Regions from separate parts of the Ovis aries genome. Here region 2 is linked to region 1. Evidence: chromatin contacts called from public Hi-C data. All regions are on one chromosome and are shown on one strand. The core of a region is the stretch at or near the end of the contact, and the rest is flanking DNA. Distances in the headings are between cores, read along the strand shown.

The links. A called contact is a pair of places that touch in the nucleus more often than the background predicts.
Region 2: a Hi-C map of mesenteric adipose tissue shows a contact between it and region 1, with 4 times the contacts expected there. The contact joins the enhancer-like site here to the promoter of LTO1 in region 1. A contact is called at or near these places in 7 of 16 Hi-C or Micro-C datasets (blood, hypothalamus, liver and 4 more).

Annotation. Positions count from the first base shown.
Region 1 is chr21:43,308,929-43,311,628 of ARS-UI_Ramb_v3.0, reverse strand. LTO1 (LTO1 maturation factor of ABCE1) reads left to right here and starts at 1,432. Exons shown (of 5, transcript XM_004019731.6): 1 at 1,432-1,600. The coding sequence starts at 1,551. LOC132658381 (a long non-coding RNA gene) reads left to right here and starts at 1,946. Exons shown (of 2, transcript XR_009597960.1): 1 at 1,946-2,150; 2 at 2,392-2,685.
Region 2 is chr21:43,508,998-43,511,697 of ARS-UI_Ramb_v3.0, reverse strand. No RefSeq gene overlaps it. Among named protein-coding and RNA genes, the nearest start is that of ANO1, 55 kb to the left of the region's middle. Within about 2 kb of position 1,372, at least 3 of the 54 cell types and tissues checked have an H3K27ac peak or open chromatin away from gene starts, as enhancers often do. A contact at or near this core is called in liver, where this site is marked.

The DNA.
Region 1 (2,700 bases), core at 183-2,682:
GGATGTGTTCAAAGCATTCTCGCTTTACTCCTGATTTTAACAGGAAAACTTTTGGTAATTCATATCTATGTTCCACTGTGGCTGACAGTTTGACATACCTTTTAAAAATCGTGTCCAGGAAGTACCTGCCATGGAAATGACAAATGGGAGGACTAACACTAGAAGCTTTTTTTTTTTTTTTTAAGGGGGGATGCCTTCAGCTGGACAGAGGGCTCTGGGGGTTGTTAATTACAAATCCTTTTGTGCTGATTCTTGACTCTCTGCCTGAATTATGAATAGGTCTACTTTTACTTGTGGCTCAGCTGGTAAAGAATCCACCTGCAAAGTGGGAGATGGGGGTTCGATCCCTGAGTTGATCGTCTCCAGTATTCTGGCCTGAAGAACGCCATGGTCTGTGTCGTCAGTGGGGTTGCACAGAGTCGGACGTGACTGAGCCACTTTCACTCACTACTTTTACTGGGGCTTCCCTCCTGGCTCAGATGGTCAAGAACCTGCCGGCAATGCAGGAGATCTGGGTTCGGTCCCTAGATTGGGAAGATTCCCCTGGAGAAGGGAATACCAACCCACTCCAATATGCTTGCCCTGGAGAATCCCATGGACAGAGGAGCCTGGCAGTCTATGGTCCATGGGGTGGCAAAGAATCAAACACGACTGAGCGACCAACACTTCCCCTTTCTGCTTTTGCTTTAAAAACAACCGCAAGAATAAAAACACAAACACTTTTATTGACAGTTTTCAAAGAACTCTAAAGTTTTAAGAACGGATGCCAACAGTTACTCATTGAGTGTTAAGAGGACCTCGGCTGTTCCTGTCACCCACTGCTGTTTCAGATTCCCGGGGCGTCGGGTCAGCCCTGCGTTGTTTCTCGAACAAAAGCCCAAATGCCCTGGAATACTGTTATCGCGGATTCAGTGGCCTTTTAGGTGGGGCGTCTCAAGTCTGACTTGGTCCTGGAAGGTGGCCCCTGGCTGTGGGTCGGGGTCGGCGGGGGACCCGGCCACTCTTGTCTGGGTACTGTCCCCACTCCGCGAATTGCGTTTCCTGGGACATTTTTCCCCCAAACCCCAAGGGCCCAGAGCTCCGGGAGGCGTTTGGTTCTTTGATAAATTTTCCAAGTTTCTTTCCCTGGTCCTTTCTGAGCCGCTGTTGGCAGTTCGGTGGCCTCTGCCTGGTTTTGGGAAAGTGAGATCATGGGTCAGCCCCGCGTGGCCAAGTGGATGCTCCAGGTGGGGACCGACCAACAGGCTGGCGGCCCGAGCCGGGGGGCGGGGCAAGGGGCCTCGGGGAGGGGCCGCGTCCCGGCCTAGCCCCGCCCAGCGCCGCCGCCGCCGCGCAAGCGCCCTGGGCCTGCCCCGGCGAGTGCTGAGCGCCCCGGCGAGTGCTGAGCCCTCCGGCGTGCCGTCGTTACCCGGCCTGCCCCGCGCGGTCGCCGCCGGAAGTGAACTTGGCGTCGCGAGTGGCCGGGGTTTCCGTGAGTTGTGGCCTCGCGTGTCCGCGGCTCCATCGCGGGGCGGCGGAGCCCGACGGGCGGAGGCTGGTCGGTGGCCGCCATGGCCGGGGATCAGGACATGTTCGACGCTGTCGTGATGGCAGATGAGAGGTGGGTGGGTCGGGGCCCCCAGCCCTCGCGTGTCGGCTCTCAGCCTTGGGCTGCGGCCCTGGGGGAGCGCACTGGGGCCCTGGGGGCATCCGGCGCGGGAGGGCCCAGGATGCTGTTACTTCCCCTTCTCGGGCGAGCGCCAGGCGCCCAGCTGCTCCTCAGGACCCGCCTCCCTCCTCTGGGGCTGCCCCCATGCATCTGCTCGGCCTGGTGACTGCCTCCCTCCAGGGACGCCCCGTCCTCGGGTGGCGCGGACCTCTGCCATCTGGGCGCTGCCCACCTCTTTCTCGTTCCTCAGTAATAGGACAGACGGCCGCATTCACGGACAGGCTCATCAAGGTGTCAGGCGTCATCCTTTTCCCTCCTGAGCCCCTGGGCAGCGCCTAGGGGCTGTGGCAAGGCAGGGGTGGCGGCGGGTGGGGGTGGTGAAGCTCTTGGCTGCTTTGATGGCTTTCTTCCAGTGCCCAGCCCGCTTGAGACATCGATAGACGTCCCTGAGAAAGAGGGAGCAGGAAGCGATCAGTCGCTGACAGTTCATTTGGAACTTGCTGTGAGCTGCAGGCTGAACTAAGCCTTGTACCCCCGTTATCTGTTTTATCCCAACTTGTGGACTAGATCCCGTCTTTGAGATGGGGAGGCAAGGTCGCTCCGGGGGCGGGAGCCAGTATAAGTGGGAATGACGCAGTTGGTCTCGCCGGGTGCTCCAGCCAGCCCCTTTCACTTCGGTGGCCCGTGGGTTGTGACAGTTCCGCTGCCGGCCCCTGTAAGTCAGAGCCTTTATTCTACCACAGGCCCTGCCGTCATGGTACACTTTGCAGCCAGTGTTGTTGCCTGGAGAATCCCAGGGACGGGGGAGCCTGGTGGGCTGCCGTCTGTGGGGTCACACAGAGTCGGACACGACTGAAGCGACTTAGCAGCAGCAGCAGCAGATGGCGCTTCTCCTTGCCTGGCTCCTGAGGTGTAATGGAAAAGCCTGGTGCAGACGGCAGAGTTTCGTTTGTCTGTTTTGAAGCTCTTGCCCAAACAGTCTAGCTTACAGACTCACAGAACTGGGGCTGCTGACTAAGTCACTGGGGAAATTTCAAAAAGCGGATTCCTGA
Region 2 (2,700 bases), core at 123-2,622, 200 kb before region 1:
CCTGGCTTACCGTCCCCAGGTGCACACACCTGCGCACGGTGCTCAGGGGCTCTCCCTAGAGGAGGTTGAGGGAACAGCATTGCTGGAAGCCAGGCTCTCCACAGGGGACCCCTCATCCCCAAGGCAGCATTGAGGAGGAAAGCCTCCCAGAGGTGAAGGGTTCCCCCACAGATCCTCTGGATGAAGCCTAGCTGCTGTTTTCAGATGTGTATTTCATCATCCTTAAATAAAAGTAAGTCATGCCTATATAGTTAGGAAAAAATCATCCAACGATCACAAAATGTAAAGCAACAATTCTCTCTTTTCCTCATGCCCTGACCTGAGACCTGTCTTCAAGAGTTAAGTTCTGTTCGCTTCTTCTTGGCCATCAGAAGTGTTGAGCCACCCAGGGCCCTGCAGCTCCTTGGAGTCTCCTGACTCACTGAGAGCTCTCTGCATCTGCTCAGGTAGAGCTGGCTCATTCTTATTGATGGCTACATGGTATTACATCCCTGCATCGTCATAATTTACAGAAATATTGTTTCTGTGAACCATGCAGTGTCAGCAGCCTGGAACCTCAGCCTGGCTGTACTGGAAGAAAGATGAATTCCTAGACCTGTGGGAAGCATGTGGGTCCTTGTCCAGGTAGGTGGACTCAGCCAGATTGCCCCAGTGGGGCAGGAAGAGTCTGGCTGCTCCCCAACCCTAGCATCGAGGTACACCAGGGGCTGTTGTTCTGGGAGGAACAGCACACACAGTGTGATGCTTTTGGGAGAAAATGAGGGGGAAATCCACCCCAAACAGTGCTGTAGGTTGGCAATAGGTATTTTTAAAAGAGTGGAGAGATTCTCAGAATATGTAATGGCGATCTATCTGGGAAGAGAGAGGGAATTTGAATGAAAGTGAGGGAGGTGCTTTAGTGAAAGTGCTTTAGTTTCATTGGTAATATAGTCTTTGGCTCTTTCTTCTTTATAAGAAATAAATATGTTCATTTTATGCTTGATGGAAAGTAAATACATTTTTCAAAAGACTAGAGGTAAATAAGTCTGTGCAGTTCAGTTCAGTTCAGTCGCTCAATCGTGTCCGACTCTGCATAAGTTTGTTAGAAGTGGTTAAATCTGGGTGGGAAACACAAATGATTGCTATGTTTTACTTGGTTCCTTTCTGAAGAAGTCAAATTTTCAAGTAGTACATAAAAAACTCCCTGCCCACCTTCTCTGGCACTGAGGTAACCCTGGCATGTGAGGGAGCCCCCAAGCTGGGTTCCCCAGGCATGCGACCAGCAGGTGACTCATTAACCAGGCTGCCAAAACAGGGAGCCCCGGAGAAGGAGTTTCCTTGTAGCTTGGCCCAGGAATATCTCACTCCTATGACTCAGCAGCAGGTTCTAGGCACCTCAGTCCTGGCCAGGGAACGTGTCCAGCTGGTTACTGACCCTGGCCAGCACCCGGGAGTTCACTCTACTCTCCCAGGCCCCTCAGAGCCAGTTATGAGTTGAATCCAGATCCCCACAGCCACCGTGGTGTTCTTGTGGTTTTTAATGTCTGGCTGCGGGTGGCAGGTGGTAGGGGGTTGGCCGAGGCCCAGGCAGCATGGCAGAGGTTGGCTGGTTTCCAGACTGGGGTGGAAGGATATTTCTATAGAAATGAGATGGGAGTCACATAGGCAATATTAAATTCTCTACCAGCTACATTAAAAAAAAAAAAAGAAAATGAGGGACGTCACAGGAGATCTAGTGGCTAAGGCTCCACGGTCCCAGTGCAAGGGGCCAGAGTTTGGTCCCTGGTTCAGGAACTAGATCCCACAAGCTGCAACGAGTTCACAGGCTGCGTCAGAGATCCCACGTGCTGCCATGAAGAGCCAGAGCAGCCAGATAAAAATACATGTGTTGGAAAGAATAATAATAAATAAAATTTTTAAAAGTAAAGCTAAACAGATGGAGTTAATTTTAATAACATATTCTATTTAATCCACTATACCCAAAATGTTGTCATTAGACATGTAATCTACACTACAAGATTATTAACAAGGCATCTTGCATTCCTATTTTCAGCGTGAGGCTTCAGGATCTGACGTGTAACTTACACTCAGGCACATCTCAGGCAACTTGCCACAGTTCAGAGCTCCATAGCCCCTGGTGGATGAGTCGCCACCATCGTGGACGGCACAGGTGGAGCCAGTCCCTGCCTGAGGGGGTCATTACCACCGTTCAGCAAAGAACAGTGGAACATGTTTATAACAGAAGGATAGATCTAGGCCCCCTCTCCCACCTCTCTCGTCAGCTAGAAGCCAAGTGCATTTCTCCTTTGTTAGGTGTGAAACCAGTATTGGTTCTTGTATGTATGATACACATGTATGATATATATGTAATTAGAGTCCCCAAAAGCAAAGAAAGAGGGGAAATAAAGGAGAAATATTTGAATAAACAATGAGTGAATTTTCCCCAAAGCTAATAAAAAGTATAAACCCACAGATCCAAGAAGCTCAATGAATCCCAAGCATAAAAAACATGGAGAAAATTATTCCAAAGCACATTATTATCAAATAGGTCAAAACTAGTGATACAGAGACTTCCCTGGTAGCTCAGCTGGTAAAGAATCCGCCTGCAATGAAGGAGACCCTGGTTCAATTCCTGGGTCAGGAAGATCCCCTGGAGAAAGAAAAGGCTACCCACTCCAGTATTCTGGCCCAGAGAATTCCATGGACTGTATAGTCCATGGG